Linked DNA regions of Sus scrofa: region 2 is linked to region 1. The links are chromatin contacts, called in public Hi-C maps. All regions are on one chromosome and are shown on one strand. Each heading gives the region's core, a stretch centred on a gene start, on an enhancer-like site or on the middle of the called end of the contact. The rest is flanking DNA. Distances are from core to core; before and after follow the strand shown. Region 1 holds the start of RCN3 (reticulocalbin-3). Region 2 holds the start of PRRG2 (transmembrane gamma-carboxyglutamic acid protein 2).

Region 1 (3,843 bases), core at 889-3,388:
CTTCTCCTTCTACCCACCGGAGCTGCAGCTGCGATTCCTCCGGAACGGGCTGGCGGCTGGCTCCGGGGAGAGTGACATCGGCCCCAACGGCGACGGCTCCTTCCATGCCTGGTCGTCGCTAACAGTCAAGAGCGGCGACGAGCACCACTACTGCTGTGTGGTGCAGCACGCGGGGCTGGCTCAGCCCCTCACCGTCGAGCTGGGTGAGGTCCCGCGGAGGGAGGGCGATACGCCCTCCTCCTGGTTGCCTTTTTCCCCTCTGCTGCGGCCGTCCTTTCTGAGCCCGACCGCCTTCCAGCCCACTGCTGCCAGTTCTCCTTGAGCCTGACTGCTTTGAGCCCCACCACTGCCAGTTCTTCCAAAGCCTGACAGCCTTTTGTCCTGTGTTGCTGGTCCTCCCCAAGTCTAACTGCCTTCCGTCCTGCTGCTGCTAGCCTCACCATCTGGCCAGCTGTTAAACCACTCTGGGAAGTCCTCCGTAAGTCTGACCACCTTCCGTCCTTCTGCTGCTGACTAGTCTTCACGGAGTCTGGGCGCTCGCTGTCTGCTGCTGCCAGTCCTCTATGAGTCTGATGGGCTGCTGCTCTGTGCTCGCCCCTCCTCTCCAAGCTGGACCACCACCCACCCTGCTGCTACAGGTCCCTCGAGAGTGACTGAGACCCCTTCTGCCACGGCTGGTTTTGACATCCAGCCTGGGGGCTTTCTAGATCTAGAGCATCATCTGAGTGGCCTCTCCTGGACCCACACCCACTCCCCAAAACGTGGTGTTGAGATCTCTGAGGTTGGGAGGGACTGACTCAGATGTGGTGGAGGGTCCATTAAACATCTCACAACCTCTCTGGCTGCAGAATCCCCAGCGAAGTCCTCCATGCCAGTGGTTGGAATCATGGTCGGCTTCCTACTGCTCTTGATCGTGGCTGGAGGAGGAGCTCTGCTGTGGAGGAGGATGAGGAAGGGGCTGCCAGGTGTGGGACGGGGAGAGGGAAGTGCCTCCGTGAGAGGGACGGAAACCCCAAAAAAGAGGGTGACACATTCCTGGGGGAACAGGGATCCAGACAGAGAGAGACAGAGACTTAGAGAGACATGGGGACAGAAAACTGGCAGGGAGTTCCCTTCGTGGCTCAGTGGTTAACAATCCCGACTAGTATCCATGAGGATGCAGGTCCGATCCCTGGCCTTGCTCAGTGGGTTAAGGATCTGGCCACGCTGTGAGCTGTGGTGTAGGTCGCGGATCTCACGTTGCTGCGGCTGTGGCGTAGGCCGGCAGCTGCAGCTCCAATTCAACCCCTAGCCTGGGAACGTCCATATGCTGAGAGTGTGGCCCTAAAAAAGAAAAAGAAAAGAAAGAAAACTGGGGGGGAGAAACAGACAGAGTGGGATAGAAACCTTCAGAGCAGGACAGAGGCAGGAACAGATGCACACACCTGTAGGGGAGGGGCGGATACCCAGGGGATTTCAAGATTCTGACGACCTCCCCTTCTCCTCTTTCCTCAGCCCCTTGGATCTCTTTTCATGGGGACGACGTAGGGGCCCTCCTGCCCACCCCCGACCTGGCCAAGGATGCTGAATCTTAGGATATGAATGCATTCCCAGCAACTGCCTGCTGGTCCCCCATCCTGGCTGCCACCAGCTACTGTAGTCAGGTCCTCTTCATGCTGTGAGACCTCCTGGAATCCTGGTATTTCTGAGCCTCTGGAAGGAGCCGGATGTCCTCCCTCTGGATTTCTCCTCCTGTGGTCTGCCTCAGTTCCCCCTCCTGATATACATGGCTGTATTCCACCTCCACATATATAACACGGGTTTGGGCCTGACTCTTTGTGTTCTCATTGTTTCACCTTTTAAGGCAATCGTGGGGGGAATTAAATGGTATAAGCCTTGGGCTTCAAATCTCTCCAGAGGCCAACTTGCTGGCATGGTGGAATCTGCCAATTTTATATACCAAGTCATGTGTTTTTAATTAATAAATTTCACAAATATTTACCGAATGTTTACACTGTGTCAGGCAATTTGAGGAATCCTTGGCTGGAGTCGGATTTGACTCCTTACTGGAGCGGAATAGAAAAGGTGTCTCCTCTTTGAGGGAAAGGAACGACTCTCCTCTGCCTCTTCTTTCTTAAAACATGCGGACAAAAGGGGCAAAAATACATCTCCCGTGAGGCTTTTCAGCTAGAGTAAACGGAGATAGTAGGGCAGGGTCCCCCGATGCCTATCGGGAGTTGTAGTTCTCTGGGTCGCAGGACTCTGGCGTTGCCCACCCTGTCCTCCCGGGCCGCACTTTCCTTTGTGGACGTGGCGAGGGGCGCTGGTGGCCCTCCCGGCTCCCATCCGCCACGCCCCTTGGGGCCGTCAGGAGCGCTCATTGGTCGGAGGGCGGGGCCTCTGAGCTGCAGGAGGCGGGGCCAAGCGGGAGAGCCGCCAAATTGGGCATCTTTTTGGAGAACGCAGCGTGGAGCACGCAGAGTGAAGTGAAGCAGCCTAACTGGGTAAAGGGGGGCGGGGGCGAGGGCGGAGGGCCTGCCAGGGAGGACGGTGAGGGGCCACTTGGGTGGAGGATTGCGGACCAGGCTGAAAGCGATGCCCAGGAGCCTGCATGATTTCTCCCTGGCCACCGCCGCGCCCTGAGCTGTGCGTGGGAAGTGCGCCACGTCTCCCGCCTGAATCCCCCCACTTGCGGCTCTAGGACTTCCTCAGAAGATTCGGCCCCCACAGCTGGCTTTACCTCTGAGAACCCCACCTCCCTTTTCCCCATACCATCCTTTTTTGAGCCCAAACCTTGGCAGCCAGCGACCAACTCTCTGTCCTGTCCTAGGTTGTCCCCACCCCCATCTCCTGTCCCATCTCTGCCAGGCTACTACCCTGACTTGTAGCCTCCACCCCTCCTCAGGAATTGACGATGTGGCGACCGTCACTTCTACTGCTGCTGTTGCTGCTCAGGCGCGGAGCCCACGGGAAGCCGTCCCCTGAAGCCGGCCCTCATGGCCAGGGGAGGGTGCACCAGGCAGCCCCCCTGAGCGAGGCCCCTCATGATGACGCTCACGGGAACTTCCAATATGACCATGAGGCTTTTCTGGGACGAGACGTGGCCAAGGAATTCGACCAACTCAGCCCAGAGGAAAGCCAAGCCCGTCTGGGGTAGGAAAGAGATGGAAGGGGAGGAGGATTCAAGGTTGTAATTTTAAAGACAGCGGTGGGAGGAGGCCTCAGTGAGAAGATATTCTTTGAGCCATGGGGGTATACGGGGGCATCACATTCTTGGCAGAGGAAACTGTAAGTGCAAAGGCCCTGAGGCAGGATTGAACCTGATGTGCCTGATAATGTCTGAGGATCAGTGAGGCCTAAGAGACTGGAAGAGAGAGAAAGGTAACAGGGGGTGGCAGAGAGACAACCAAGGGGTCAGGTCGGAGGGCCTTGGGACCACAGTGAAGATTGAAGTTTTTCTCTGAGTGAGATGAGTGCTCTGAGCAAAAGGAGGATGTGAGCTGCCCTCAGGTTGAACAGACTCCCCCCCAGGTTGCCATGCAGGAAACAGACTACAGGGAGCAAGAAGCAGGGAGCCCAGTGAGAAGGTGACTGCAATGGACCGGGAGGGAGACGAGAGACTAGGGGGACAGAGTCAAGGTGGGCATGGCGGCGGTGGCAGTCTGCTGGCTGGGATATTGTGCATGGATGGGGTCGGGAGAAGGAGGGATGGGGAGGAAGGGCAGTGACAGGCTAACACATTTGGGTCGCATTTACTACAGAGCTGGACACTGTTCTCAGTGCTTTCTGATGCTTAGCTCGTTGAATCCGCACATCCACGCTGTAGGGTAGATTCTATTATTTACCCCCGTTTTCCAGAGGTGG
Region 2 (3,843 bases), core at 971-3,470, 37 kb after region 1:
GGTCACGGGTTCGGTCCCTGCCCTTGCTCAGTGGGTTAACGATCTGGCGTTGCCGTGAACTGTGGTGTAGGTTGCAGACGCGGCTCGGATCCCGCGTTGCTGTGGCTCTGGCGTAGGCCAGTGGCTACAGCTCCGATTCAACCCCTAGCCTGGGAACCTCCATATGCCGCGGGAGCGGCCCAAGAAATACCAACAACAAAAGACAAAAAAAAAAAAAAAAAAAAAAAAAACACCACTTCCCACCTAGAGGATGACTCTAAGCAAAAAGTCAGATAATGGGGGGGTTCCCGTCGTGGCTCAGTGGTTAACGAATCCGACTAGGAACCATGAGCTTGAGGGTTTGATCCCTGGCCTTGCTCAGTGGGTTAAGGATCCCGCGTTGCTGTGAGCTGTGCTGTAGGTCGCAGATGTGGCTCAGATCCCTCGATGCTATGGCTGTGGTGTAGGCTGGTGGCTACAGCTCTGATTTGACCCCTAGCCTGGGAATCTCCATATGCCACAAGCACAGCCCTAAAAACCAAAGAAAAGTCAGATAATAACAAGCATGAAGACACTGGAACCCTCCTACATTGAAGGTGGGAATATAAAATGGGGAGTAGCCACTGTGGCAAAGTCTGATAGCTCCTCAAAAGGTTAAACATGGAGCTACCACTTGATTCAGCAATTCCACTACCAACAGAAAACATTGGTCCACACAAAAACTGGTACACAAGTGCAAGCAGTGTAGCCAAAAAGTGGAAACAACACAAATGTCCACTGACTGATGAATGGATAAACAATATGGCATATCTCATACAAAGGAATACTATTCAGCCTTAAAAAGTAGTGATACATGCTACAAAATGCGTGAACCTTGAAAATATCATGCTAAGTGAAAGAAACCCAGACAGAGAAAGATCCCTTGTGGCACAGTGGGATGGGTTAAGGATGCGGGGCTGCGCAGCTGTGGCCCAAGCAGCAACGCAAGTGGCAACTGCAGTGGATGTGATCAGAGAAAAAAATGACTCCATTTATGTGAAATATCCAGATTAGGTTAATCCATGGAGACAGAGAAAGTAGGTGAGCGGCTGCCTAGAGTGTGTGTGTGTGGGGGGGAATAAAGGAAAAGACACTACCATTTCAAAGAAGTGAAAAGGGTTTCAGATGATGGGATTAAAAAAAGAATAACTAACCCAGTTTCTTCAAAGAATCAATTGCATTAAGAGAAAAACTGGGTAGGATGGAGGAGAGACTGTTCAAAATTAAAAGCAATTTAAAAAGAGACATAACATGACTCGAAAGGATCCCAATTCAAGCAAATGAAACTTTTTTTTTAGGGCCGCACCTGCGACATATGGAAGTTCCCAGGCTGGGGGTCGAACTGGTGCTATAGCTGTCGCTACGCCACAGCCACGCCCGATCCGTATACCACAGCTCACAGCAACGCTGGATCCTTCACCCACTGAGCAAGGCCAGGGATCAAACCTGCGTCCTCGTGGATGCTAGTCGGGCTGGCTAACTGCTGAGCCACGACGGGAACTACGGAATTCTTATGTTACTCTCTCACTTTTACATGTTTGAACCTTTTTCCAGTATTAAAGGAAAATTGCTGTAAAGGACCCATCAAATCCAAGTTCGTACCCCATCAGCAGCCCCGTAGGGATATGAAACCAGGACAGCCAATCCCCAAAGCTCCATAGAGGAAAATGGTAAACCCTACAGCAACTCCGAGAGGGAAGGCTGTCAAAAAGGTGCAGAGAGGCGGCGACAGGCGACTGCACAATATCCCCCGCCGCCCTCCGCATCACAATCTGGGAAACTAAGGGCAGGAAAGGGGTGCTCTTCCTCAATTTTCACGTCTTAGACTCTCTAGAACACCAGTCCCCTCCTTTCCCCGGGAACCCCGGCCCATCCGTCCGTAGTGAAACTAAAACTCTCCAGAGAACTGAAGGTTTGGGTACCTCCAAAGATTTCTGGGACTTGTAGTTCAGCTTCAAACTTGGAGCGCCTAGAGCGTTCCACTAATGACTGTCGGGAAGTCGGAAATTCAAAATCCTGTCCCACTCTCCCTTGGGACCCCGAGACTCTAGCCTACGCGAAGACGATCGCAGTAACGCCATCCCGCCACCCCCTGGAACTCACCTTACAAACAACGCCTTCTCCCTCCGAAGCGGCTTCAACTGTGCCCCTACACCGGAAAGGAGCGCTGTTTTCCCTCCCCGCTCTACACACTTCCGGCCGGCGGAAGAGACAGGAAGTAGATCTGCCCCTAGTTGCGGAGGTCTCTCTTCTGGCTAGGTAAGTCTTCCCTTCTTCTCTTCCTCCCTCCGGAAACGTGAGTGGCAATTCGAAGGTTCCGGTCAGTAAAACTGGCGTAAATAGGGGGCGCGCTTAGTATATACTAGGCGTTTCCCGGGCGGGCGATTTCCTGCTGGTACCGAGGCTTCGCGTCTCTCTAAGGCTGTGTCTAAGGACTAACCACTTCGCCCAGTGACTGGAAAGCCGGCTTACCCAAGGATATCATCCACTTTTCTGCTGCAAAATAAGAGTTAATAGAGAAGGGATAACTCCACTGTCCCCACTTTACACATGGAGCATTGGAGCAGTCGGAAGTCAAAGCCTTTCAAATTACCTCAGGAAACAGGAATTTATTACCGCATACTCACCTCCCACCCCCAGGGGCCAAGGCGTACATTTCTCACTAAGGCAGTTTCCCTGTCAGTTTCTAGGTATTGACATCTCTAGATATCTGGAGCCCTAGATGTTTAGTTCCCAGCTCTCACTGGCGGGCTCTTGGGGCGGGGTGGGGGTGGGGGGATTGGATAGGAGGAGGGAAGCTGCATATCCAACTCCCTAAGTGCCCCCACTGTGTCGGAGAGGCTGGCCCTCCTAAAGGCTCTGGACCGTGGCCCTTAATCATAAGGTCCCTTTAAATACTTAGTCCCTTACCTGAGTCCCGCCCAAGGCAGGTAATCACAAACCCCGCCCCTCTGGCCAGAAACCTGGATTGTGCCGACTATAGAGAGTAAGGCACCCCTCCTTCCTCTCCCCTCCCCTCTCCCCAGCCCCTCTTCACAGCTGGCCGCAGCTGGCCCAGGAGGCCCCTATTAAGAAGGAGGGGACACTGTTCACAAGTCTGGGCAGGTAAGTGAATACCCTTGGAGGCAGAGCCTGGCTTGGGGACCCTGGCGATCTGGCTCCCCGTTCTTCTGAGATCCAGAAGTCGGAGCCTCCAAACCCAGGAGCCCAGGACCCCTGCTCCTTCCTCCTCCTCCTGGACCCAAGGATATAGGCCTCCGCTCTATACCTCTCCTGTCATCTTTGATCTCCGCGGGTGGATGTGGCAATGAGCACAGAGAGAGGCGGGTGTACATGGAAATTACCAGGGAAGGCAGGAATGCCCCTCAGTGGACATGTTTATGAGCACCTACTGTGTGCCCAAACCCGTGCTGGATACTGCAGACACAGCAGAGAAAAAGATAAGCTCCTAGCTCTGGTCCCTGGAGGGACGTTGCCTTTGTTGAAATCCTGCCTCTGAATTGCACCCTGTATGAATGTGGGCAAATTCTTTGACCTCTCTGTGCCTCAATGTTCTCATCTATCAAATGGAGATAATGATAGCACTGCTGTGAAAATGAGACTGAGTGAATAGAGGTAAACGACCTCAAACAGTGTCTGGCCCAGAATACAGGCTACCTAAGTGTCTGTATTATTCCCGTCATTCGTGGACCACAGAGTGGGTCAGAGAGACCTCGCCTCATTCTCCAGGCCCTGAGGTGTTTGTCGTCTAACTAACCACACCTGGTTCCTAGCGTCCACAAAATATGAGGGGCCACCCCTCTGTGCTGCTGCTATACCTGGGAT

Evidence for each region. A called contact is a pair of places that touch in the nucleus more often than the background predicts.
Region 2: a contact with region 1 is called in a Hi-C map of embryonic fibroblasts, with 2.0 times the contacts expected there. The contact joins the promoter of PRRG2 here to the promoter of RCN3 in region 1. A contact is called at or near these places in 4 of 47 Hi-C or Micro-C datasets (embryonic fibroblasts, epiblast stem cells, omental adipose tissue and 1 more) and 2 of 2 datasets of contacts at active chromatin or transcription factors (alveolar macrophages and skeletal muscle).

The regions. Positions count from the first base shown.
Region 1 is chr6:54,597,209-54,601,051 of Sscrofa11.1, forward strand. It overlaps RCN3 (reticulocalbin-3), which reads left to right and starts at 2,139. Exons shown (of 7, transcript XM_003127328.5): 1 at 2,139-2,483; 2 at 2,885-3,132. The coding sequence starts at 2,894. FCGRT (Fc fragment of IgG receptor and transporter) reads left to right here. Exons shown (of 6, transcript NM_214197.2): 4 at 1-203; 5 at 849-965; 6 at 1,495-1,980. The coding sequence ends at 1,574.
Region 2 is chr6:54,633,760-54,637,602 of Sscrofa11.1, forward strand. It overlaps PRRG2 (transmembrane gamma-carboxyglutamic acid protein 2), which reads left to right and starts at 2,221. Exons shown (of 10, transcript XM_021097559.1): 1 at 2,221-2,277; 2 at 3,045-3,123; 3 at 3,792-3,843. The coding sequence starts at 3,804. It overlaps NOSIP (nitric oxide synthase-interacting protein), which reads right to left and starts at 2,272. Exons shown (of 9, transcript XM_003127327.5): 1 at 2,122-2,272.